7 separate regions of the Mus musculus genome follow, and all the other regions are linked to region 3. Evidence: chromatin contacts called from public Hi-C, HiChIP or PLAC-seq and promoter capture Hi-C data. All regions are on one chromosome and are shown on one strand. Each heading gives the region's core, a stretch centred on a gene start, on an enhancer-like site or on the middle of the called end of the contact. The rest is flanking DNA. Distances are from core to core; before and after follow the strand shown. Region 1 holds the start of Trim13 (tripartite motif-containing 13). Region 2 holds the start of Tnfrsf19 (tumor necrosis factor receptor superfamily, member 19). Region 3 holds the start of Wdfy2 (WD repeat and FYVE domain containing 2). Region 4 overlaps Dleu2 (deleted in lymphocytic leukemia, 2). Region 5 holds the start of Arl11 (ADP-ribosylation factor-like 11). Region 6 holds the start of Spryd7 (SPRY domain containing 7). Region 7 holds the start of Msra (methionine sulfoxide reductase A).

Region 1 (3,833 bases), core at 773-3,272, 1.2 Mb before region 3:
AGCTTTGGCTGTCTTGGAGCATACTATGTAGAATAGGCTGGCTTCATCCCCCAAACTCTGGGATTAAGGCCTGTGCCACTGTGCCCAGTTGCCAGCATATTATGCCTGAAGTTTTGTGTGGGCCTGGGACAAAGCTTTCATTTGCACTGACATTTTTGGTGCTGTAGGAAAGAACCTGTTTGTTACAAGATATTTGATTACTGTACATAGAAAACCTAACTGTAGGCTGGGCATGGTGGTGATGCCTTTAATCCCAGCACTTGGGAGGCAGAGGCAGGCAGATTTCTGAGTTCAAGGCCACCCTGGTCTACAGAGTGAGTTCCAGGACAGCCAGGGTTACACAGAGAAACCCTGTCTCAAAAAAACAAAAAACAAAACAAAACAAACAAACAAACAAAAAACCCTAACTGTTAGCAAACCATCAAAGACTAGGTAGATATTGTGTTATCAGCTGCAGTTAGGTGTGTCCTAACAAGAAGCAGCTTGGCTGTGCCTCAGAAAACCTTAGGTAAGAATGCTGAGGCAAATTGCTTGGGAGAAGTCTTGTGGTCTTTTCTCTGACCTGAGGCTATGTCGGTTGGGTGGCCCTGAGCCACTGTAAAGGTGAAGTGGTTTGGCTCCTACTGACTTGTCTTGGAGCCCTCCCCCCTCCCCCCATCTTGGTGGTGAAGTGGTTCAGCCTGCCAAGGGTGTGGGGGAGGAGCTAGAGGCTTCTTTTTATAGCCATTGGATGGAGGCCCCCACTCCTTTGTTTTTTGGCCTTTATGGAAGGAGCTTCAGTTAAGAGATAGAGATCATCCTTTGCGTTTGGGCTAACAGTGGAGTACAGGCAGGACTCGGGCAAAACGGAAATCTAGGTAAGAGCGCTAAGGGGCCCTGCTGGGTTTGGAGGAACTCAAGAGAAAGGTGGATTAGCTCCGTAGAATGACACAAGTTTCTAAAGAGCTGGAAGTTTAGTTGTAGGATCAGGCTTATAAATAATATATATTTTGTATATAGTTTAGAAAATGAAGCTACCTCCCCGATCTAGCAGGTTTTTACCCCAGTTTACGCTTCACGTGTCAAGTGGTATACATAAACGGTTACACGTGCCGTTGGAATTTGAGGAAACCCTCCACAGCTTCGTCTTGGTTTTCCACCTTGTAGAAAACCTGTTCATTTAGAGGATAAGGCTCTTGGTTCCACTGTAACGTTCTCGTGAGGACTAAGTTAGAAATGACAGGGATTGGTCTTAGGAATGGTGTAGCCGGGACCACAGGCAATGGGCGGAAGGGGGCAAGAGGGGCTTTTCCATGACTTGGAACCGCGCTTTCCCCAAATTTGCTCTCCTAAAGGCCCAGGCCTTCCCAAGCGGGAGTAGACGTGCTCCTCCAGCACACATCACCCTGCATTTACCGGCTTTCAAGTTTGGATAGGAACCATCTTTTTCATCCTCTGTAACCACGGTCTCCGCATAGGAGGTGGAAATCAGGGCGAGATATTTTATTTTATTTTATCTTATTTTATTTTGGTTTTTCTTTATTTTTTATTTTATTTTTATTGATTGATTGATTGATTGAGATATTTTAAAACCAGTTAAAAGTTCCTGCCTCTGAGGGGAACCGTAGTAGTGCCTTTCTTTTCTTTTCTTTTCTTTTCTTTTCTTTTCTTTTTTTTTTTTCGAGACAGGGTTTCTCTGTATAGCCCTGGCTGTCCTGGAACTCACTTTGTAGACCAGGCTGGCCTCGAACTCAGAAATCCGCCTGCCTCTGACTCCCGAGTGCTGGGAAGTAGTGCCTTTCTATAAAGTTGGGTCAATGGTTTTCTACCCAGAGATCGCCGAGCCCGCTGGGTCCTGAAAAGTAGGCAAAGTGGTGTGAAGGGTTGGGCTGTGTTTTTGTTTTTGTTGTTCTTGAAAAATGCAAGTAACAACAACAACAAAAATACAGCAATCCAAACTCGGCGCGTGGGCGTCACCAGAGCACTTATCCAGAGGCTGGGCGACCTAGGTGGTGCGCAGGCGCGGGACAGCGGGAAGCAGAGGGCGTGGTCGCCGTGTCCATTTTGCACCGGCGCAGCCCGGCCCCAGTTGGCTGGTGGAGGTGAGCAGTGTGCTCCGAGTAGGGACCGGGGGCCGGGAGTCGCTGGCCCCGCTGCCGCGGCCGGGGGACACCTGCGTGGGCGGTGACGGGCGGCACGGCCTGGCGGCAGCGGTGCTACTGTCGCGGTCGGGAAGGTCAGCGCGCCGCTGGGGAGGCCCCCTGGCTAGGAGGGGGCCAAGAATGCAGATCTGTGCCTGTGACACTCTTTCTCCTTTCTCTACAGTGTTCTCCAGTTTTACCGTCAAAACGTGAGGGAAAACGAACTGGCTCTCTCCACAGAAAATATAGTAAGCTTGCCAAAAGCATATACTTGCCTGGAACAAAGGTAAACCGTATTATTTTTCTTTATGTTCTGGTATTTATGAAGGGGAAAAATACCCGATTTTATTAGTCCTAGGACCATTCCAGATGGAAATAAAAAGAATAAGTATATCTTCACCACCTCCTTTAATAATAGGGCCTTTGTTCTTTTCATATTTCAAAACTCATGGATTCAAAAATCCATGCTTGCCATTCATTTTTTTGGTAATTACTATATATAATTTAAAAAAAGTATGCTCTAAAGGAAACAAATCCAGCAACATTTCTTCTGTGTGGTTTGTCTTAGTTGTCCAGCTACTGGGGCTGTAGAGCAGGGCTTTAGATTCCTGCAGCTTTCTAGACATTTGTATGAGGAGTGCTTTTAAAACAGAATGTCAATATATAGGCATTCTTTGTGCTAGGACTCAATGGGGCTATTAATCAATTATGCCCCCCCCCCCTTTTTTTTTGCTTTAAATTACACCTTGGAGTATGCTATCACAGTCTACCCGGGAACTACACCTCTGCCCTATTTAATGCTAAGCATCAGTTTCACACAGCCTAATATCACCTGAAAACAATCTGAACTGAGTAATTGTTTTTCAGATTGGTCTGTGGATATGTCTTCATTTACACTGGGCACACTGTGGGCAGCTCTATCTTTAGGCTGATGAACCAGCTAAGCAGGAGCCCATTATGGACAGGCAGCCATCCACATTCTTGATGGTGTCTGCTGGTTGGGAGTGGGTTCCATGGTGGAAGGCATTGTTGTGGGGAATAGAGAGCAGTTTGTTTTGCCTTGAGTTCCTGCTCTGACTTACCTCAGTGATGGACTGATTGTAACCTGCAAGTGTCAGTTGATTTTGGTCAGTGTTTTGCACTGAAAGTAACAGGTCCAGGCCCAGAAGACCCATGTCTTCAGCCTTCCTTCCCAACTGTTCTTTCCATCCATGTATTTTCTGGTAGGTCTGGAAGTTGCTCACTCTGGGCAAGCGCTTTCAGTGAGCTGCAACCTCAGCCCTGCTCTGTGAAAGGGTCTCTGACCCACCGCAGTTCATGCTTCTGTGTTTCTGGTACCCTAGTTGTATTTATTTTCAAGTAATATGAAGATAGTATTGTAAAGATCCTCATTTTGTAAAAGATAAAACATATTTGTGAAAACTATAAGAGATTTTTAGAAATCTATGGAGTAAACTTTGTTTTGGGAATCTATCCCAGTGCCTTTAGCATGCTAAGTATACCTCTGCCATTAGCATATTCTCGGCTCCTAACATAGGAAAATCATCTTTTTTCCCCCTTTTTGTGACAGTTTCCTAGTTAGACCAGGCTGGCCTTGAACTAACGTATCTGCCTTCCTCTGCATTCAGAGTGCTGGGTTTGGCTTAAGGTGTCTGCCACTACGCCTGGGTTAGAATACTAAATTTTTGACTTACTTTCTGGAGAGTTTTGAAT
Region 2 (3,766 bases), core at 905-3,404, 1.8 Mb before region 3:
CATTTCCTTGTTGCACACCTAACATAAAACAGACCACTGTGACAATAATAAAGTATTTTACCAAGTAAACCCAGGGCCAGAATATTAGGATGGGCCAATGTAGGTACAGAGCTCTAAGTCCTATTGTCCTGAGTGTCTGAAGTTCAGTGTAAAGATGTGTGTGTGTGTGTGTGTGTGTGTGTATCTGTGTCTGTGTGTATGCATGTCTTTGAGTGTGTTTGTGTGTGTGTTTGTGTGTGTGTCTGTCTGTGTGTGTTTGTGTCTGTATGTTTGTCTATGTGTGTGTGTTTGTGTGCATCTAAGTGTATGTCTTCATGTGTGTGTCGGTGTATATCTCTGTATTTGTATATCTGTGTTTTTGTGTGTCTGTGTGTATGTGTGCTTGTGTGTCTCTGTGTGTCTCTGTATTTGTGTGTGTCTCTGTATTTGTGTGTTTCTGTGTGTGTTTGTGTCTGTGTGTATGCATGTGTGTATGTGTATGTGTGCGTGCGTGCGTGTGTGTGTGTGTGTGTGTGTGTGTGTGTGTGTGTGTGTAGAAGTTATGAATTCACAAGTAGCAGTTAACTGGCAAGCTGGGTGCCCAGTATAATTTGGTTTTGTAGGGCACTAATTGAAGTGAAAATGTGGCTAAAATACTTCATGTAACATAATAACTGTTGATTGCCAGATAGTTTTGGTAAACAGTTGGCAAATTGTAACTCACAACAGCTGTCACTATATATTTAGAGTAAATGTTAATTTAAGAATATTAACCTCGGGAGTGTTTCTGTAAACAAAGCTTCTCCTATTTTCAGAGGTTACAGAGCCTGGCTTGGGTATTTTTAGCCAAACCTAACGCAGCTTGGCGCTCCCTGTTTCCGAGTTCCTCCGCTTTACACTTGAAAGGCTTCAGTCCTAAATGCCTTTGCAGAGATTCCCTTGGGAATGCGAATGGCAAGGACACATGTGCGATAGATTCACATCTCCCGGAGGCCGGAGAATAAAGTAGTAATATTGCTAGGATTGCTAGAGAGGAGTTTTGCTCCGTAGGGTGGGGGGAGATAGGGGAAGAGAAAGGAAGGTGGGGTGGGAGTGAGGGGGTGTTAACAGAATCCCACCGTTTCTAAATAAAGTAAGAGGAGGTTTTCCAGCCCAGCTTCCAGCGTCTGAAACCCTGCTGGCAACAAACATTAGCGAGGCTCTGTTTTTGTCCTGTTGGAACTACTCACTTCCAAGTAAGATTTGCATGACAGATATCAAACTCTTGTGCAAACCGCGAAACAATTGCATCAAGAATCAAATTCAGTTTCACGTGCACGCAGCCTGGTGCTGGACTTGGCTTCAGGCATGCTTGCTGGGAGCTGATAGCCATTTTTCCCCCTTTGAACATGCGAGGAAAACGCAGTGAAAGTTCCAACCACACACGAACGCCTACCTGCTACTCGCCAGTGCTGTGCTCCAGACTCACGCTTTCCGCAGCTTGGTAGCACTTCCGCGCCAAACGCTTTTACCTTCCCAAAAATGTGTGTGGGCGCAAGCCCAGACAAACTTCAAATCCAGGAAAATGGATTACCCGCGCAGATCAAAGGCAGGCGAACTAGGAGATGGAGTGCCTGTAATCTGATCGCCGATCAGTTGCTGCGCATCAAAGGCAAGGCTGAGTTTACTCGCTACGCGCGCAGATCTAGAAAGTTCGCTACCGTCTGGTTCTTTTGTTAAACGTGGGCCACGTTGTTCTGCCCCAGCTCTGGAGAGCAGGCTTCCCCAGCCTGGGCTGAGCGGCTGGATCTGCAGCTCTCTCTCGCGGTGCCCCAGCTGGGCTGCCTAGTGCCAGCGCTGCTGCGCCGCATCCCTTTCATCTCGCTGAGTGGCAGCTCCCATGACATCATGCCGTGCCGTGGGGCTGGCCGGGAGAAGCCAGTCAGCCTGATTTCTAGTCGCGTTGGTCTGTGCCTCGCCCGCGACAGCCCTGCAGTGTGTCTCTTGGCTGGGAGGGACACACCAGGACTGCTCTGGGCCTCTGTGCTCCGGGCCTGTAAGGTCCTGGATCGTTGCAGGTTCCAGTAGACAGCATCAAGCCGCTGCCTGTGACAAAAAGCACGAAGTCCCTACCAGAGCAGGGTAGTCCGAAACGCAGCAGAGCGGCACAGCAGTGTTTAATTAGGCCGTTTCTCCGAACACCTGCCTTACACCGCCAGGGTCACAGGCAAACGTTTTAAAAAGCTTGATTCCCCACCCCCAACCCCACGCGCGCGGCTCCCCACCCCAACACACACATACTGCGACAAGTCTTTAAGAATTAGTAAAATGTCTTTTCCTGGTGAAAGTATTACAGGTGGCGCCAGTCAAGTATGGCTTTCATTGAGTGAAGGAGTGGATACTACAACTTACAGAGATACCGCCACTAGCTCACTGGACACCTGGGTCAGAAGCTTGTTAATCTAAATTTGGGGTCCTAATAAAACAACAACAACAAAGGATGCCTTCCTTCTGAGTTGCAATCATGGATACCTCTAGCGACTCCTAAAAGTCACAGAAAGGTGACTTAGAGGAAAGCATTTGCTTGCAATCACTCCACAGCTTCTGTCCCAGGCAAAGCACAAATCACAGTTTGGATCCAGCTGAGAAATCGCCACCTTATTTTCTGTACTGTAAAACGGAACTTAGTGTCCGTTGTTTAGAATACCCACGAGGCTGGTAAAGCACTGTGGTCGGAATGTGGCATGTTTTTGAACATGGAGCTGTTTATTCTGGGAGAGAGAAAAGATTTCCATTATATGATGGAACTGCATCTGTTTGCAGAAGGGCACTGAAAAATATCATCTGCAGCACCCTTAGAGGAACCCACTTCCTTCCTGTGACTTCCTTCTCTTATCAGTTGCATCTCATTTTTCCTGGTGTGATATTTAAAAATAGTTTATGCCCTGTCTATCTCCAGCTGTCTTTGATTCCTGTGTAAATCTTGATGGCAAAATACTTGGTTTGTGAGTTCATTGTAACACTTAAATAGATCTATTTGGTTTCCAGTATTTTTCCCCAGTGGGAGGTGGAGGCTGAACCCCAGGGCCTGTTCATGCCCTCCATCTCTGAAATGTCCCTGAGACACATGGGGCTTACTTTGTACTTGTTTGTTTTCTTTTTCCTTTTCGAGACAGGGTCTCCAGTGTCATGAGCTGGCCTCAAAAGTGCTGTTTATTCAAAGACAGCTTTGAACTCTTGATCCTCCTAAAGGCTGGAATTACAGACATCCACTGCTACATTCAGTTTATGTGATTATGGTTTCTGAACTTAGGGCTTCATGCATATTAAACAAGCACTCCACCAATTGAACAATGTACCCAGCCTCACATCCTTCAAATGAGCAGGCATGCTTTTGCATACTATCCCAAGACACCTGTACCTACAGAGCTCCTGAGCTCCAAGGACTCATGAAATCAGGGGCAAACTATTTCCAAGAAGGCTGACTTTTCTCTGAGGTAACCCAGATGTTCCATGGTCTAGGGTCCATGCCCAGAGCCTTCATCAAGTTTGCTGTTCCAGAGCCAATGGAAACTGCTAGGTGCTCTTATCTCTGGGTGAGCAAGTTGCTTACAGGTCTCTACAGTTTACCACCCATGGGAAATGGGCAAGGATTGAATTCAGATGCTTATGTTTCTAGAAGCTTCCAGAAGGCATCTGGAAGCTACAGCTTCAAGGAACACGCCAGTCAAACCAGCTCTACGTGAATCTCACAAAGCAACACTGGTTGCTCAAATGCCTTAGCCCTATGCACTTGAGTTGGTCTTTT
Region 3 (3,639 bases), core at 588-3,087:
GCACTGACTGCTCTTCTGAAGGTCCTGAGTTCAAATCCCAGAAACCACATGGTGGCTCACAATTATCTGTGGTGAGATCGGATGCCCTCTTCTGGTCTGTCTGAAGATAGCTACAGTGTACTTACATATAATAAGTAAATAAATCTTTAAAAGAAAAAGACGTTTATTTAAAAAAAAATAGCCTTGGTAGTAGGTTATAAAAGATGGTTTAGCAACTAAGATTACTTGTTAGAGGACCTGGGTTTAAATCCAAGCACCCATATTGTAGCTCACAATAGGTTGTAAATACAGTTTCAGGGGGTCCACTTCTTCTGACCTTGCTGGGCTCCCGCACACATGCGGTACACATATTGGCACTCAGGCACACACACACACACACACACACACACACACACACACACACACAAACACAAACACACTATAAAATAAAGAAAAAATAGTTCTCTTGGGCCTGTAGAGATGACTTAGCAGTTAAGAGAACTGGACACTCTTCCAGAACTACATTTGACTCACAGCACCCACTTAGAGCTCACAACTTTCCATAACTCCAGTTCCAGGGATCCAGGCACACACCTGGCGAACAGACATACATGAACGGAAGACAGCCTTCTGACTGCTTTATTCCTTTCTCTCTCAATTCTGTACAAACACTAGTCTGATTATTTCACGTAAGTGGAATCATAAAATAAACGGTCCTCTATGATTAGTTCCTTTCATTTAGCATTTTGCTTTCAAGGTTCGCCTTGCTTTGCTATGCTAATGGAAATCACAGATATCTAGTACCCCACCGTTTCTTTTGGACCTGACAGTAGCAATGTTTATCCTTTGAAGCAATACTACATTCCCCCCCCCCCAAAAGAGACTGTTTTACATCCCCACCTGAATTGTAAAGGAGTTCCAATTTCCCCATAGCCCAGTCAACATTTTATTCTCCTTATTACAGTCATTCTATATTATATTGTGATTGTATTTATTAACTGTCCGTTGTCACTGGAAAAGCAAAAATGTTCAATTGCTAGGGATTGGAAACAAGACTGGACAAAAAGACTTAGGTTCAAGTGTGAGTCCTTTATTCATAATACAAAGAGAAGATTGATACCATGATCTCTAAACTCCCTCAAAGAAGCTTGTATGAGAGTCTCTTCTTCCTCTACCCTCATATCTCACTAAAACCGGTGGCAGTGTGACCCCGAGAGAAGTCTTGCTCAGCAGGGCTTGCTCTTTAGTTCTCCCTCTTAGATACTACACTATTTCTGCCTCTGACTTGGGCAATAACCCACAGAAGGCGCAGAGTTTCGTTTGCCCACATCTCTCCTGGGCTGAGAAGTGGGCGTTACTGCTTTCTAGAACAAGGACGTCGAGGATGGAGGAAACTACAACCCCCAAGAGTCCACGCGGTGCTGGCAAGAGCCGTTTCTCTACGGCCGACAGCACAGCGCCCTCTCCGGTGTGTTATTGTTAAAACTTAGCGGTGAGTCATCTGCGCGCATGCACACTCACGTCCCAACTAGTTTAGCCTCTATCCTTCCTGCAGGCGCTTTTCCGGTGCGGCTGACGTAGGCTTTTCCCCGCCCCCAGAGTCTGGAGAGGGTGGGGCTCTGGGCACGCGCATTCACAGATTTTTTTTTTTATGAGGGAGGGGACAAAGCTTTGGGTGTGGAAGGGAAAGTAAAGGACTGCGGGGCGCATGCGTCCTGACAGCACTGCGGGCCTCGGTTACTTACGGGCGGCGGGGCGGAAGTGGCTCCTGGACTGACGCACGCGCATTGGCTGCTAGTGCCCATCCTCCGGAAGTGGGTTGGCCGCCTTGCGACAGGGCCCCGCCCCGCCCCGCCCCCTGCTCCCCGCCCCCTACTCTCTTAGGTGGCGCCGGCTTGCGGCTAGTGTGGCGGCGGTGTTGGTTTTGGAAGCCAGAGCGGGCACATTCCCTGGACAGGCGGCAGGGCTATGGTCGCTGGCTCCCAAAGGCCCGCTCCGCTTCGCAGCCCGATCCTGAGCGCAAGCCTGAGCGTTCTCTTCAGCCAAGTCCCCCGGCGCGTTCGGCTGCTCCCCGGGCGCGCCCCCTCCGATGGCGGCGGAGATCCAGCCCCAGCCACTGACCCGCAAGCCGATCCTGCTGCAGCGGGTCGAGGGGTCGCAGGAGGTGGTCAACATGGCGGTGATTGTACCTAAAGAAGAGGGTGTCATCAGCGTCTCGGAGGACAGGTACTGACTGCTTGTCCCCGTGCCGCGCGGAGGTCCGGCCCTGGCTTGGTGGGAGGGTAGACCGCACCTACTGGTTCAGTTCCCAGCGCGGTGGCCTTGGCCTCAGCAACTGGTCCCTGGCGGAGTCCGAGTGGCCCTTGGGTTAACAGTGCAGGAGACACCAGACCTGGTCCAGTTTTGGGGATGGGAAGGGCAGAGGGAGAAGCCGCCCAGCTTTGCAGGTGTTTTAGCTTAAAGGACCCTCCATGCACCGGGATGATTTGGAGGCGCTGCTAGTTGGTCCATTGTTTGGTTACCCAAACGAGAAAGGGAACGTATTTTCTTTCTTCTATACGGTTCACCGAATCTGTGTATCTCCAGGACATCTTTCACCGAACCCAAGGACTTATTAAATTGTGAAGAGAGTAACTTTGGGCTTCTGCGTGTGGCGCCTTCCTTTCCTAAAAGTTTATGTCTTGGAGCTCAAGGGGAAGTGACTGGAAGTTGCAAGGGATCACTTTTGCAGACAACTGCTTGAGTTCCTTCCCTTTGCCTACTTCCTTTCCAAGATTGCTTAATTAGCAGAAGTAGCTCTGGTTCTGCCTTCAGGATTCCCCTTTTGCGCTGTGTTTTTGATTTCCAGAGGAATGCCGCTTGAATATAGGGGATAGGGTAAGATATCTGAAATTACTATTTGGGTAATATCTACAAGCATTTTAAAATCAGTTGTAGCGTGGCAGAGGTATGTAACTGTCTGGGTTCTTAGCTTCAGACAGGCAGTTAGGTTTTCTTATTATAAGTTAGTATCATGCCGAGGTAGAGTTATTCTGTGACTCTTAAAATTGCAAAGATAAAGCAAAAAGTGCTCACTTAAAAAAAAATCGTTTCAGCACCTAATGTAAATTCAAACATTTTTTACTTGATTTGTTTCTTAGGTTCTTGAATATAAAGGAAGAGTGTATTGCATGTGTATATTGCATATCGACCTCTGCATCATTCTTGATATGCATGGCGCCTACTTCATTTCCTATGCAGATCTGTGGGGAAACATTGCGAACATATGCTAATGGCAGTCAGTCCAGGAAGAACTGAAGAAACTGAGTGACGTGGATGTGGGAGCCGTTAGAGATTCATAAAGAAGTCTTATGACAGTGTTTAATTTTTTCCTTTGGTGCAACATGCTTAGACTGCATTAGACTGTTTCTGGGCTTAAAATTTGTCATCAAAGGATTATCTTTCTGGAATATTTTCTATAAAATATATTGAAGGAATATGTTGATAACTTCCCCTTTCCATTACTAGAGATGAGATTGATTCCCGATTTGTAAGCAATTCTTTAGTTCATTAAACTCAATCGGAGGAGGAGGAGAAAGGTTGTCCAGACCTCAGCTCCATGCTATTAGTTTAGAAACGTCTGATTCCCATTTCAATGTATTTTCCTTGAAGGAAACAACT
Region 4 (3,594 bases), core at 918-3,417, 1.2 Mb before region 3:
CGTATAATTTAATAAATAGAATTTTATAGATAATTTTATGAAAAGATCCAAGATAAACAGATTCTGAAAAAAAGAAAGATTATGGGTTCAGTAAACATAATTATCATGAAAGTAATACAAAGTAGAATGTATTTATTATAAATTAATTTACAGTCCTATACATTTATAAAAATGTTTTCATTTGAATATTTCTAAATGCATGTTTGTCTTAAATTGAAATAATGCCTCAAAATTTCAATTATTTGTAAGATATAAAAATTTAAAAGTTCCTTTCAAAATCATCTACTCTGAAAACCACACCCTATTATCAAGATGGAATTAAAAGGAATGACAAGCAGGGTAATAAATATTGACGCCTGTCTCAAGTAACACTAAACAAAAACTTTGAAACCAGTCAAAGAAACCAACACATATGCACTGCTCGATACAACACATTCTCTCATAATGAATTTGTAAAAGGAATGCATTAATATATATGCTCACCTGTGCATATTTACTTGTTATATTCTCAACTAAGAAACATAAATGACTCGTAAACTAAACTTTTAAATCCACTGCAATGGCCCAGTTAGAAAACATTTAAAAACAGATTTGCAAAGTTCTAAGAGTACATTCAATTTTTACAAAAAAAAAAATGTAGAACAGATTAAGTTTAAAGTTCACTTTCATCAAAATGAAAGAAACAATTTTCCCTTAATATGTATCCAATAAATACATGAAGACTGAGACGGAAAAATTTTATCAAAGGAAAAACCAAACACCTTAGATCCTTCGGAGAAGTTTTCAACTAATGAAGAACAGAAATGTCTTATAACTCCAACAGCAGAAATACAGTTTTCTGAAAACAGCCTCTTTAGTTTTACATTTAAATATATATATTTCAGAACCATCTGAAAGGCTTTTACGGAAGAAACAACTCTATTATGTACTAACTTAAAAAAAAAACTCCGATTTTACATTTTGTATTTATTTGAATAGTTCTCTGTCTAAACACAGTTTTTCGTAGGTCAAGAATTATCAGCTCTGGGATCAACATTCAAACCCCCCAGTCCCGCTTCCTTCCAGCCAATCAGTGGGTAAGAAGCCCGGCGTTTGGGAGCTCCGTTAGACTCAATTTGAAAAACATCACATTGCGCTCCTACTCTTCTGGAAGGGATCTAAATGAGGGCGGGTCCCCCAGTTTTCACAGACACACACCAAATCCAGGGTTCTGATAAAATTCCAGAGGGAGAAAGCTCTGTAGGGGGCCTGCTCTGACTAGCAAGTCACCGAGGGTCTCCTGAAGCCTGAGTCCTCGGCGAATAACCGAGAAGCTGCAGCAAAAGCATCCGCAGAGGATCACTAAGGCAGGTCCGTGCGACCCTCCCGCAGAACGTCCCATGAGCTAAGGGTTAATCTAGGGGTGCTGAGGGAGGAAAGCGACACAAGAGTTTAACGTGGACTCTTCACAAAGACTAGTACCTAGCGAGCATTACCTAAAGTCAAAGCTGTCACTGGCTCATTCAAGAGCTGTCGACTCTGGGTTGACAAAAAGCCAACAGCCAACGAAGAAAAAAAAGAAAGAAAGAAAGAAAGAAAGAAACCCCCCCCCCAAAGGAAAGACAACTCCGCTTTCTTCCGCCTCAGCGTCAGGAGTACCCAAGGAAAGTTGAGGACTGCAAAATGACCGTTAAATCGTAGGTGCAAAGGCTTGTCGGCAGGAGACACCAAGTTTCACGCTACTTTTCCTTGAGACGCTGCGATTCAAGGACCGGAGAAGGAAAAAGTCTTCTAAGAGCCCGACGCCAGGAAATCGCAAGCTCGCAGCCCCGTCCTTCCCTTCACCCCGACACCCCTCCCCCTCGAGCGAGAGAGGGGACCGCCGGGAGAGCAACGACAAAATGACCCAGCTGGATGCGGCCATCCATCCATCCGCCGCGCCCGGGGTCGGGATCCGGCCCGGGACCGGCCCGGCCGGCGTCGTTTCTTCCCCGCACTCCGCAGCGCACCTCGGGGGCCGCGGGCAGCCGTCTCTCCCGCGACCCAAGTTTCCCGGCAGGAGACGGCCTGCGCCCGGACCGCCGTGCACACCGGGGAGGGCGGGCGGGCGCCTGTCGCGGGCGACCCTGCCGCGCCGGCCTAGCTCCCCGGCCGCTCGCGCTGACAGGTCGGGCGGCGGCCGCTCGGCCGTGTCCCGCTCAAACCGCGCCTCCCCTCCCCCAGCTCCGCGCTCCCGCCACCCGAGCGCGGCCGGACGCCGCCCATCCGAGGACACCCAACTTACAGCAACCGGATCCCCTGGGGGAGCTTCTGCCGCGAAAGTGAGGGCAGACCCCGAGTCCGGTCCCTGCTCCCCTCACGGTCCTCCGGTCCCATCGCTGCCACCTCTCGAGACCCGCTTCGCTACTTGAGGCTCTTACCGACTGCGCCGCATCTGGCGAAGCCCCACCGACTGCCCTCTGCTCTAAGTTAATTTTTTTGATGATTTTTGGGGGATTTTCCGGCGTGATCCTAGCGTCGCGCTAGGCTCGGACAGGTTATCCCTTCCCTCCCGCTAGATTGATGAGATCAGGCATCACTCGAAAATGGCGCCGAAAGCGCTGAGACTCCTCATTCAAATTCGTTAGAGCCAACCCCGCCGCCCCGGGGCATGCCGGGAACGCGGGCCGGCTCCACAGCTGTCCCTGCCTCCCCCCACCCACCCCCGCGCGACCCTGCTGCGCATGCGGAAACTTCTACCTCCCTCTCCCCCGGCACATGCGCAGGATCGTCGTGGCGCAAGGCTCTCTACTTCCTCGGTTCCAGTCCCCGCTGTGTCTTGCGCTCCTGTGTGTGCCTGCGTGGCCCCTGTGCGGCAGTGGAGGTGGTCAGCTTTCGGACACTACTCCGGTGACACACTAGTGATGAAACAAATCAGGGACTATCTTAAGAGTTTCGTAAAAACAAGACAAAAACCGCTTTTAACTAAACTCCAAGCCACCGAGTGCGCCTTCGAGCCCTGGGTGGCCGCTCAGGAACTTAAAACCGCGTATCGCTGTCGTGCTCTCGCCCTCCGCCAGCGCCTCCCAGATCTGTCACACCTAAGCCTAGAACCATCTCACGAGGTAGGAATTTTACGGTTCAATCACACGACCAGCGGGCGGCTGTCACACCCCGACGTTTCCCTCCACCCCAGACCTCGAGGTGTGCGACCAGCCCACCATGCACAAGCCTTTGGATTCTGAACTGGAGACGGAGCTTTCGGTTCTGGATTGGAGCCGAAGATGTACAATCTTTTGGACGTCACTAGGGTACTTTTCCAAAAGAAAAAAAAAATAGTGCTAGAGTAAATTATGGACTCACCAGATAGGTTTCCCGTTGTATGAAGCCCCGAAAAAGTTGTAAGAGCCACTGGGTACTGATAATGTGGTACGCATTGTTATCAAACGCTTTGTGGATCAGGTGTCTCACTGCCCACAACACCTCTATGAAGTAGGTATTATTTTTGTTTTATGGCTATTGAAACCTGATGTTCCGATTATAAATTCTGCCGTCTTGCAGCTGGTGAGAGCAAGCTAGGTAAACCGCCTTTAAAAATGACTCTATAACAGGACAAAAAAAATGAAGTTAATATTT
Region 5 (3,654 bases), core at 294-2,793, 1.5 Mb before region 3:
AGCACTCACTGGGAACCCAGGAGTGTGTCAGGTCAATGGGGGATGTTACAGACAGGGGCATAGGTGATCTTAACCAGCCACTCTAGAAGGTCTGCACCCGGGAGGAATGGTTGCTTCCCCATAGCTGAGTAGATGGAGCCTCCTCCCCTCATCCTTCCCAACCTACATCCTCTAGCTCATCCCAAAAGACCCCACCGCCACATGCAGTTAGGGAAGAATTGCAAACAGCTGGTTGGGGATGTGTGTGGCTGGACCTTCCCTGCCCTCTCCTCCTATGAAGAATGGTAAACAGCCAATAGGCCCAACTGCATAAGCTTTTGACCCAGGCTCAACATAATCCCTGTTCTACACGTATACATATATATGTGTTTGTGTATATACATATACATGCACATATGCACGCACACCCCTTTGGAGGGTTTTTTTTTTTTAATTTAGAATTATACTCTACAATTTAACACACACGTGGTTCTGTCTAACCAGAGGGACTCTCTGAAGTCTAATGCCATTTACTTGGGAATAGCCGTACACTGCAATGTGGATACATGCAGCAGAGGAAACTGTGTTTATTCAAGGTGGATTGAGGCAGGTGAAAGGTTTTGAAGGAAGAAATGAGGAGCCATGAGCTGCAGAGATGGCTCTGAGAACCAAGTGCCTGTCGTACAACAGAAGGAGCATAGCACCTTGTGGAAGCTGGGCAGTGTCATCACCTGTAACCCAGCACTGGGCGGCCAGAGGACCCCAGTCTAGACAAATGAATGAGCACCACAGAGGTGTCTTAGGAGAAGAGCCTCTCCCTATGCGGAGGAAAAGGCTGAGGTCCAGGTACACAGACATGCACAGGGCCGTGAGGACACCGAGAGACCCAGTCTCAGAAAATACAGTGGAGAGTAACTGAAGACCATGCCAGAAATTGACCTATGGCCTCCATATGCATGCACATGTACATACATGTGAATATACACCCACACAAACATGTTCATGCACCACATGTACACATACACATGAACACACACAATAGGAGCATAACTATATGAAACCATCTTAGGCTGCAAAGGAAAATAACAAGGGTCGTACTATTCCAAAATTAAACAGTTGTTGGACAGACATCTCTGTAGAACCAGTGTGTGAGAGCGTGTGTGTGTGTGTGTGTGTGTGTGTCTGTGTAAGGTTGTGGTTCTAGCAGAGTCTTTTATGAATGCTTATCAGTCATGCACGCACAAGATCTGCTCCTTTATGTACTTATTAATTATTGATTAATTCATTTTTTCCTCCTCCTTTTTTGTTTGGGCTTGACAAGTCACTCCATTTTGATTCTGACAAGCTTCACAGTTTTGCAAATCAAAGAGTCTCCCAGCACCAGAAAACCACTGCTGCCCGTGCTGGGTGGCCTGCGCTTCAGGATTCCCAGGGAGATCACAGGAGTCAAGGAAAACAAGGAAGGGTGACACAACTCTGAACTTGTGAAGTCCCTCAGACTGGGGAAACTGGTGCTGGGCGGGGCTCCACTAACAACGGAGAGCTGAGATGTCTTGAGACACACCCCCAATATGGGAGGATGTCTGCCCTAACCACTCGAGAGAGGAAGCAAAAACAGGACAGATTGCAACAGCCACTACACTTCCTTCATATCCTGCTCTTGGGACATGGCGACCAGCAGAAAGAAGCTTGATTGTGGAGAGGTGCCCTAGCGGAGGGATGTCTGCCACAGTCCAGGCAACCACAGAGGTAACTCTAACTCTTGCTCTTTTTCTCAGGGCAGAAGTGAATGAGGTTCCTTCCTTTCCTTCAGTGATATCTGATGCACATACTCCTAAGAGTGCTATGGTCCACCTTCTGCCTCTCTAACTTTCTCCTAAGTTGTAGATAGTTCTTAGGCCTTCATGGTTAGAATTCTTTAAAACACACACACACACACACACACACACACACACACACACACAAACATGCACACGCACACAGTATTCTAGAGGCTTTTTATATGGTGTGGAAAAGTTCTTGGCTCTGACTCAAATTTGCCTGAATCAGCAGTGGTTGTCAGTAGGTACTGGAGAGACCAATGTGCAGGTCCTGGGAGGAGTTCTAAGAAGTTAGCATACCCTGACCTGGCTTCTCCACTCTCTGGAATGCAGTGTGCTGCCACTTCTGAGTTTAGGCCCCAGGAAGGAAACAGGAGGGTCAGAGACCACAGAGTGAGAAATGAAAATGCCTTTCTGCAGCCTCTCCTGAACACGGTTGGTCGGCTGCTGCTTCCTTCGCCTCTACTTTAACTACTTAGGAAGGACGCTGGAGTTCTGCATCTTCAGGTGGTTCTCCGCCAGCACCAGAGGCCAGTCAGCTGCTGTTGACTCACACTTCCTCACTTCCTGGGCTTTTCAGGGTCCAGCCTGGGTCTGAAACCCTTCCCTAAAATGACTTGTTTTGTTCTAGGGTAGGAGCTCAGTGCATGCATGCATGGATTTGCATTTCTTCAGAAAAGAGTAGCTGATGTGCGTCCTCAGCCTTTCTGCAGGAGGATTTACTAGGGGCCATCATGGGCTCTGTGAATTCCAGAGGTCACAAGGCAGAGGCCCAGGTGGTAATGATGGGCCTCGACTCTGCTGGCAAGACCACAATTCTGTACAAACTGAAAGGAAACCAGCTGGTGGACACCCTACCCACTGTTGGTTTTAATGTAGAGCCTCTTGAGGCTCCTGGACATGTGTCACTGACTCTCTGGGACATTGGGGGACAGACCCAGCTCAGAGCTACCTGGAAGGACTACCTGGAAGGCATCGACCTCCTTGTGTACGTGCTGGACAGCACAGATGAAGCCCGCTTGCCTGAGGCAGTGGCTGAGCTCAAGGAAGTCCTGGAAGACCCCAACATGGCCGGCGTCCCCTTCTTGGTACTGGCCAACAAGCAGGAGGCTCCTGGTGCTCTGCCGTTGCTTGAAATCAGAAACAGGCTGGGCCTGGAAGGGTTCCAAAAGCATTGCTGGGAGCTGCGGGCTTGCAGCGCTCTCACAGGACAGGGGCTGCAGGAAGCCCTGCAGAGCCTGCTGCATTTGCTGAAGTCCCGCTGAAATGCAGTAACCTCTGACTCCAGGCTGGAGCAGGACAGGGAGCAGGGTCAGGCGGACCCCGTGAGCGGGCAGAACAGCTTATCCTGGCTATGAACAGACGGGGCCAGTTGAACCTTGAGAAAAGGAAGCTCAGTTTACCACACGAGAAACCACAATTCTCTTGGACAGTATATTTTCTTCTCAGGACTTATTCTCAGTGGCAGTTATGCTGAAAATCAACTGTTCTTCAAGTAACAATAGTCAGAGGGAATATAAAAATTCTCACAATACCCCGGGTAACAGCCCACTACAAAGTGCCAATGTAACAAAGTTGGTGACATAGTAATTGACCAAGTTCACAAATGAAAAGAGGTTCCAAAACTGCATCTGAGTGTCACCTGGCCTATCACTGTCATCTGAGTGTCACCTGGCCTATCACTGTCATCTGAGTGTCATTGGGCCTATCACTGTCATCAGGAGCAACTCTTCCTGCTGGGCTCTGGGCAGGAGCCACTGTCACTTTTGTACACTTAGCTGGGCTGACAGCAGTGAGGGGCAGGTCTGCTCCCAGGATGCTGCAGGAATCCTCCCAGAATTCCCCCTGCTTTCCA
Region 6 (3,524 bases), core at 542-3,041, 1.3 Mb before region 3:
GAACACAAGCAGTATGTTTCCCATGTTTTCAAGTTAAGGCCAATCCGCATTTGAATCATTCTTCTAACTCAACACTTCTCTTCCTTTTTATTGTGATTCTCACATCAAGCTTGAAGGTAGTTTCAATTTATTGTAAAATAGGTTAAGAAAAAAGTTCCACGGAAGGGAAGAAATTGAGAGACCATATCCCGGTTCTTCACTCAGCACCTGAGGGTGCTGGATAGCACAGGAGAAAGGGAAACTGCAAAGATACAATGGGTCACTTAGTTCTTCCTAAAAGAAAAAGGCCAGGAATAAGGATTGTTCTACATAATAGACAGCACAGCATGGGCTCAAAAGTCACTACAGTCCTGCAGTCTTATCTCAGCCCTTAATACAGTATCTTATCACCTAAAAGTCATATTCATTGAGTGAATAAATTAAATAGAAATGTTTCCTGAGAGAAAGTACAAGATCTGAACATCCACTGTCTATAGTGATGGATAGGGGCTTAAAGGTATTTAGTACTGAAATTCTGTACTAGAGACTGTAAATTTGTGGTGGCACTGTACACCATAGTAAACGACGACTGCGTATAGTACTGCAATAGAAAATATAATGGGCAATGTTTCCAGACTTGTAGATTATCTGGGCAGAAAAGAGTTTTGTTGTAGATATTAAGAATGCTTGTGTTACTTAAATACAGTCTTTTAGACAATGAGGTATTTGGGGAAATCAAAAAATGCATTAGTTTATTGTAATAATACACAAAAAGACAGCACTCTAACTGAAATAATTATTCTGGGAAATCTGCCTGGATAATATTCCAGAAGCTTGGAAAGGGTCTAAGAACTGAAGTAATCCTATGTAGAAAAAGATGCTACAGGGGGGGGGGAATGTTGGATGAGAAATTATTATTAAATTAATTATAAAGCCATTGGGAACTGGAAAAAAATGGATGAGAAGGAGCACTGTTCTATTTTGCAATCGCTTGGCCCGATGGCGAGAGTCAGATAAAATTACAGCGTTCCCAACAGTGACTAAGGTGTCCAGCAATGGAGATTTTAGTGGAAGTGGCTTGTTACGACCTGAGGCTCTACTCCAGGCTTCTGCAACCGGCCCTGTTTGGGCTTCAGGAAGTGAGGGGAAAATTACTCCCCCAGAACAAGCTTCAGCCTATATTTGATAGTGCTGAAGACAGGACTCAGCAAACACTAGGTGACACTCGACACCCGGGCACTGATGGCGGGCGGGCGGGCGAGCGCCCCCGCTTCCTCACCTGGGAACACCTGACTCCTCTCTGAGAGATTCAGCCCTGGGAGGCTGGCACAGCCCATGCCCGATGACCGAGGCCAGAGAGGCCACAGGGGGCTGCGTGGTCACGTGGTCCCCGCCCCATTTCCCTCGGCCCTCGGTGGGCGGTTGGGTCCAGTCGGGAGGCCCTTACCCATGTGCTGCGTGTCCAACTGTACGGCCGGCATCTCCTTGAGAGGAATGTGGCCAGTCCCGCCGTCCCTGCAGCAGCGCAGGCAGCACCACGCCGACGCGGCCATGGCGTAGCTACACAGCCCCACCGCTCCGCCCGCGCCCGAGTGCTTCTGGGTCGCGGGAGCCTCGCAGCCCGCACAGCGACGCCAGGGCCGGGAGGCGAAGCGGAGACTGAGGCGAGGTCCCCCGGCGAAGGAGCGAGGACCGCCCGGAGGGGCGGGGCGGTGTCGGGAGGTGGGCGGGGCCAGCGGCCAGCCCAAGTCAAAGAGGGTGTGGCGGGTGGGCAGGGCGCTGTAGAGAGCCGAGCAGGGGCCCGGGCTTGACTGACTGAAAGAGGGCGGGGCCAGTGGCCTGACGCCTGGAAGAGGGCGGAGTTGGGGAAAAGGTCCGGGTTTCTGAAAGTGGGCGTGGCCAGTGGCCTGACTGACATGGGGTGGGCGTGGCGGCGTGCGCAGGCGTGCTGCGGCGTCCTCCCCTAGGCCCTGTGGCTGGCAGGTGAATGGTGGAGCTGAGAGTCGTCGGGATTCCCTGCGGCTGTGGTTGTTGCTGGTTTGACAGGGCCTTCTGTGCTGTTTATAGGGTCTGGAACTCCAGCCCTGACCGCCTCAGCCTCCGTAGTAGCTCCGTGCTGTGTCGGCGCGCTACTGGTAGCTGCCTGGGGCGGCTCCGCAGTGATTTTTAGGGATCGGCAGACCTCCTTTGGGCATGGAGCTAATAAAACGCCCGGGAGTTTTCCGTCGGAACTCTCCGGCTCTCCGCATCCTGCCACGCAGACTCCGAGGACCCGGTCTTTGGGTGTGCGGCGAGGCTCTTCGCATTTTCCATGCACCGGCGTTTATCATTGGGTTGATTGCTGCGTGGACCCAGGACTTGCAAGCAGTCACCCTTATGAGGGGACTACGGGAAGGGGTCGGGACAGGGCCGAAAGACGACTTTTTAAAAAGTCATTATTGTATATTCGTGCTCAGGACGTGCGTTCAGGCGCTCTCGTGCCACGGCAAGGTCTGAAGACAACTCTCAGAAATAGGTTTTCTTCCCCCTACCTTGGAGATCCGGGAATCGAACTCAGGTCTTCAGGCTTGCTTTCCGATCAGACAGTCTTACTCAGCTTTCTGGTGCACCAATGGTTCCTAGAAATGTGAAGGGAATGCCCTGAGAGAGGGTGAAGAGAAACTCAGCTCTTACGGGGGTCTGCTGCTTCCTATTACCATATCGAAGGAAGGCCCCAGTGGGGGTCACTTGTTATCTGTCTGTCGTTATCCCTCACACCCCATGGTGTCCCAACAGAATCTGGCTCAAACCTCTCTTCCAAGATAAGATTCCCACCCTGGAAGTTTTCTGGGTCTTCATCAAATCCTGGAAAACTGAACAAAAATTCCCAATTCTTTAGTAATGGTTTCCCATACATAACCTTTTAGTCACCTGAGTGTAAATATACTTTATTGAGATTTTTAGCCATAGGATGAGGGAAAAATTTCAGACTTTGGTTTCTTCTATTTATAAAAATATTTTTAGGGCTGGAGAGATGGCTCAGCAGTTAAGAGCACTGGCTATTCTTCCAGAGGTCCTGGGTTCAATGCCCAGCAACCACATGGCAGCTCACAACAACTGTCTGCAACTCCAGTTCCAGGGGATCTGACATCCTCAAACACCAATGCACATAAAATATAAACAAATACATAAATAAATATTATGATACTAAGGGAGATATCCAAGGCTTTTTTTTACTTTGAGACTTAGTTATTACAGAATTAATACCCAAAGTAATTGCTAAAATAATTTCAGACTATCCCCTCTCCCTCACTGCCTCTATATCTATTGAAGTACTCTTGATAATCCTCTCTTTCTCTCTCTCTCACTCTCTCTCTCTCTCACACACACACACACCACACGATAGACTTTTTGCAACATTTCAAGCTCAATACTGTCCCTACTTTATAGATGAAGAAATAGGTTAAATGACTGTGCAATTTCACAAAGGTAGAAAATATACAAAGTATGATACAAACCCCAGGGGTCCAACTCCAGCCCTTTATTTGCTTCACCACATCTTTTAG
Region 7 (3,494 bases), core at 580-3,079, 1.6 Mb after region 3:
CTGGAACCAAAGGCAACCCTAAGCAACTCCTCTAGCTTCCCTTCTCTCAGTTACTTTAGATCCCTCCCTACCAGAGACCCTCCAGCCTGCCATGTGACTGGGCGACATGACACCCATGCTCCTCTTATACTTGACTTTTAAAAAATCATTAAGTTTGGAGGCTGTGCAGCTGTGTAACCTATCAGAAGTCTCCCTCCATCTCTGCTGCAGATAACCCCTGGGACGTGTCTGTGGCTTTCACTGTATTTATGGTTCAAAGGAAACTCAGCGTCAAAAACTCCATGTTGTATTCAACTGTATTTCTACTTTGCACTCAAGGAATGTTTGTTTGAACTGAGTAGCACAAGGTTAATGGCTTAGCAAAATCTCCTAGCCTCTCCTCTCCCCTTTCAAGTCTGAAGAGATCAAGATAAGATATTTCCACTGTCCACAGAAGTATCCAGTAGCCTTGTGATTACGGGTCAGGTCAACGGATCGCTGGCCTCCAGGTTTATGACGCCTAACTCCAAACTAGAAAGATACCTAGAGGCCTATAATTTGTCAGCTCCTGCCCTAAACCCCTCTCCTCAACCCTCTCTGCCTGAAGATAAATGGAGCCTGAAAAAAAAAAAAAAAAAAAACAGTTTACCTGGCCACCTTCTTCTGGTTTTGCTAACTTACCAAATAAGTCATTCTCTTTGTCCCCACTCTTTCTAAAATATTCAGGTCCCTTTCCAAGTGGAAAGCACATGAACTTGGATTCTGTACTGGGAACAGTGAGAACCTTTCAGGAACGAATACTCCCAAGAGTGGGGGGTTAGAAACATTACAATAGGGCTGACAAGGTAAAAGGTCAACAAGAACTACAATCCGATTTCAACTCCTAGGTCCTAAGTGGTGCAAGGAGAAAACTGAGTCACACAGGTAATCAGCTGATCTTCTCACGTGCGCCTGGGGCTTAAGGGAGCACACACAGACACCTCTTAGAGGCTTCATCCATAGCACGTGGAGTTTCTGCAAACGGGGGAGACAACCCAGCATGCCCTTGAAATAACTACAAACTGGGGAGGGTTCTTGCAACCAGCTCTGGCCGAAAATTACACTTCAAAACCTAAGTTCCCAGCGTTGTTAGGTCTGCCTCCAGCGCTTCCATGAACTGGCACCGCTAGACGCTCCTAGAGGCCTAGGTGAAAAGGAAGACTAAGGCTGGGCTCCCACCAGACTCCACTAGCCCCAAATACGGAGCTGCAGACCAGCAAACGGGCTGGGTCGATCCCAACGCTAAAGTCTTTCAGAGCGAGACTCAAACAAAGAGAAGCACGCAGGCAGGAGACTGCCCAGCTGAGCTCCCGCCCTTCCCGGGCTGGGGGGCGGGAGAACTGGGGGGAGGGGGGGATTCGCTGCTTCTTTGCGCACGCGTAGACTCCGACCTGGGACCCACCCGCGGTCCCGCACGTCTTCTTCCGGGAGGGCGCTGTGCGCAGGCTCCACGCGCATGCTCAGCAGCCGTGCCACCTTACCTGTTACAGGGATCGGCTCGGTGCGTCCCGGCAAGGCTTCCTCTGCGGAGATGACTTTCGAAGCTGAGTCGCCCATCCTCCGTACCGGGTTGGCGCTAGAGAGGAGCTGGAGAGCCCTTCTAGAGGCGGAGAGCATGGGCGGCGTGTCCGTCTCGCGGGGCAGACCTCCAGGCCTGGCTGTCTCTGAGGGACAAAGTTCCCAGAGTACGTGAAGCCGCGCGGGCCAAAATTGATGCTGGCTGGGCGCCACCGCGGGAGGTCAGAGTTGCTGCCGTTTCTCCACCTCCGCAGCCAGGGTTCCGGGTGCGATGTACTCACTCAACCACAAAGTAGAAAAGGGAAATCAATGTGTGTGCATAAAAAGGCAGCGAGCTAGAAGAAAGGCAGACCTATAAGAGGATGGCTAGATGGACAGCTAGGAAATTTGTCTATTTCTATCGGAACCATCTTGATAAGTCACATCGATCCAAAGTGAAACCAAAGCACAATTCTCAACACCACAAAGGATCAAGTACTCAACATGAAATATAAACATATAGTGTGTGTACGTGTATAAATGTATAAATACATTCTTCAGCGCATCTCACAGCCCATAAAGTAAACAATGTAGGCACAAATACATTGTTAAACGCTTTATGTGAATGAAGTTAATGGTGAAGTTGGACCAGACGGACTTCAGAAATTATGAGAGAATATTCCTAAACTGAATCTCTAGCCTTAATCTTTAGGTGGCTAGGACCAGATGAGTGATTTCAGAGGTCCTGTATGAGATTTTTGATTTACACACTGCCAAAATGGGCGGGTAGTCTCACATGAAGGAAGGAACTGAGGATTAGCGCCCACAGGGATTTGAAGCTTTGAAGCTAAGCTTCTCCGTGGGTTTAGTTACCACTTTGTGTTCATGTGGGACTGTAATATAAGGACTAGGATTAGTGTACTGCATAGAATGTTGCCAGACACACAACGTTAAACAGATTAAGGTGTTTGTCTTATAATGTAAAAGTCTCCTGGGCCAACTTGTTCTCAACAGTTTACTTGTGGCTTGCTTTTGCTGTGACATTATGCCAAGCAGGTTCTTTCTACGAGGCCTTGCCTGAAACCATCCCAAGATCCAAGATGTCCCGTCCAGGCTTGAAGAGGGCCTGGTCACTAAAAAAAAATGTGTTAAAAAAAATTGTACTTGTAATTTACTGCCCTTTGACACACAGTGACTTGCTTTTTCTGTTTTGTGGTTGACAGAACAAGGGTCATGCAAGAAAAACTTCGTAACTAAATACTGTGTAACGGAAGAATTTGTAATGTTAAGGGAAACTGCTTGTGTAATGTTAGGTATCCCAGAACCACAGTCCATAATATTTAGTATGTAAGATATATATATATATATATATATACACACACACACACACACACATTTCTACTTACCTACCAAGGGGAAATGAGTTTAAAAAAATAAAGTAAAAGCATTGTTTAGAGTTTTATTATTCAGAGTAGTGGGTCTCTTACTAAAGTTTCTTTCCTGCCTTGTGGTCCTAGAAATCCAACTCAAAACACCAAGCTTGGTGGCAGGCACTTTTACCTGCTGAGCCATCTCTCTGGCCCCACTTTAAACATTTTGAGGGTTCTGTGTACACTGTTTAAATGTTTTCAATGATCCTAATGGTTGTACTATACTCATGCAAGCATTTTGAAAGAAAGAAGCATCTCAATTTCTTTAAAGTTTCCTTCATACAAGTTTAACCTTATTTAACAAACTAGCTGTGTTGGCTGAGTTGTTTCCTGGCTTGTTTGTTGATTACAAAGTCTCTCTCTGTAGCCGTGGCATGGAATTCAAAGACCCACCTGCCTCTGCCTCCTAAATCCTGGGATTAAAGCTGTGGCTACCATATCAAACCTCTGAGATTTGTTTTTTGAGGAGAGAAAATAATTATGCTATTTTCAGGACTAAGCATTGCTTTTCCTTTAGACTCCAACAACTTCCTTCTGAGCCAGCCTCCA

What was found. Promoter capture Hi-C pulls out the DNA fragments that hold promoters and counts their contacts. Hi-C and Micro-C count contacts between places; a contact is called where the count stands out from the background. HiChIP or PLAC-seq counts read pairs in DNA pulled down with a chosen protein or histone mark.
Region 1: a contact with region 3 is called in a promoter capture Hi-C map of pre-B cells, with 4 times the contacts expected there. The contact joins the promoter of Trim13 here to the promoter of Wdfy2 in region 3. A contact is called at or near these places in 4 of 39 promoter capture datasets (embryonic stem cells, hippocampal neurons and pre-B cells) and 1 of 115 datasets of contacts at active chromatin or transcription factors (astrocytes).
Region 2: a promoter capture Hi-C map of pre-B cells shows a contact between it and region 3, with 2.8 times the contacts expected there. The contact joins the promoter of Tnfrsf19 here to the promoter of Wdfy2 in region 3. A contact is called at or near these places in 2 of 39 promoter capture datasets (the C10 cell line and pre-B cells).
Region 4: a Hi-C map of uterus shows a contact between it and region 3, with 5 times the contacts expected there. The contact joins the enhancer-like site here to the promoter of Wdfy2 in region 3. A contact is called at or near these places in 4 of 39 promoter capture datasets (3T3-L1-derived adipocytes, cranial neural crest, liver and 1 more), 3 of 484 Hi-C or Micro-C datasets (CD4 T cells, embryonic stem cells and uterus) and 10 of 115 datasets of contacts at active chromatin or transcription factors (astrocytes, cardiomyocytes, embryonic forebrain and 7 more).
Region 5: a promoter capture Hi-C map of liver shows a contact between it and region 3, with 3 times the contacts expected there. The contact joins the promoter of Arl11 here to the promoter of Wdfy2 in region 3. A contact is called at or near these places in 2 of 39 promoter capture datasets (hippocampal neurons and liver) and 3 of 115 datasets of contacts at active chromatin or transcription factors (astrocytes, embryonic forebrain and microglia).
Region 6: a contact with region 3 is called in a promoter capture Hi-C map of pre-B cells, with 7 times the contacts expected there. The contact joins the promoter of Spryd7 here to the promoter of Wdfy2 in region 3. A contact is called at or near these places in 10 of 39 promoter capture datasets (the 3T3-L1 cell line, 3T3-L1-derived adipocytes, the C10 cell line and 5 more), 3 of 484 Hi-C or Micro-C datasets (muscle stem cells, pre-B cells and uterus), 3 of 115 datasets of contacts at active chromatin or transcription factors (astrocytes, embryonic stem cells and large pre-B cells) and 1 of 9 other capture datasets (adipose tissue).
Region 7: an H3K27ac HiChIP or PLAC-seq map of extraembryonic endoderm stem cells shows a contact between it and region 3, with 8 times the contacts expected there. The contact joins the promoter of Msra here to the promoter of Wdfy2 in region 3. A contact is called at or near these places in 3 of 39 promoter capture datasets (the C10 cell line, liver and pre-B cells) and 1 of 115 datasets of contacts at active chromatin or transcription factors (extraembryonic endoderm stem cells).

Annotation. Positions count from the first base shown.
Region 1 is chr14:61,597,490-61,601,322 of GRCm38.p6, forward strand. It overlaps Trim13 (tripartite motif-containing 13), which reads left to right and starts at 2,023. Exons shown (of 3, transcript NM_023233.3): 1 at 2,023-2,081; 2 at 2,305-2,406.
Region 2 is chr14:61,044,701-61,048,466 of GRCm38.p6, forward strand. Tnfrsf19 (tumor necrosis factor receptor superfamily, member 19) reads right to left here and starts at 2,155. Exons shown (of 10, transcript NM_013869.5): 1 at 1,415-2,155. The region is part of intron 2 of Gm41167 (a long non-coding RNA gene); the gene reads left to right.
Region 3 is chr14:62,835,853-62,839,491 of GRCm38.p6, forward strand. Wdfy2 (WD repeat and FYVE domain containing 2) reads left to right here and starts at 1,838. Exons shown (of 12, transcript NM_175546.4): 1 at 1,838-2,205. The coding sequence starts at 2,069. It overlaps Gm26536 (predicted gene, 26536), which reads right to left and starts at 2,679. Exons shown (of 2, transcript NR_168886.1): 1 at 2,273-2,679; 2 at 1,049-2,168. Mir8098 (microRNA 8098) reads left to right here and starts at 1,869; the gene lies at 1,869-2,005.
Region 4 is chr14:61,646,219-61,649,812 of GRCm38.p6, forward strand. The region is part of intron 1 of Dleu2 (deleted in lymphocytic leukemia, 2); the gene reads right to left. Among named protein-coding and RNA genes, the nearest start is that of Mir15a, 16 kb to the left of the region's middle. Within about 2 kb of position 2,168, at least 436 of the 459 cell types and tissues checked have an H3K27ac peak or open chromatin away from gene starts, as enhancers often do. A contact at or near this core is called in 3T3-L1-derived adipocytes, astrocytes, cardiomyocytes and 9 more, where this site is marked.
Region 5 is chr14:61,308,210-61,311,863 of GRCm38.p6, forward strand. Arl11 (ADP-ribosylation factor-like 11) reads left to right here and starts at 1,544. Exons shown (of 2, transcript NM_177337.3): 1 at 1,544-1,728; 2 at 2,431-3,654. The coding sequence starts at 2,534. The coding sequence ends at 3,064.
Region 6 is chr14:61,555,095-61,558,618 of GRCm38.p6, forward strand. It overlaps Spryd7 (SPRY domain containing 7), which reads right to left and starts at 1,792. Exons shown (of 5, transcript NM_025697.4): 1 at 1,427-1,792. The coding sequence starts at 1,532.
Region 7 is chr14:64,439,211-64,442,704 of GRCm38.p6, forward strand. Msra (methionine sulfoxide reductase A) reads right to left here and starts at 1,830. Exons shown (of 6, transcript NM_001253712.1): 1 at 1,500-1,830. The coding sequence starts at 1,635.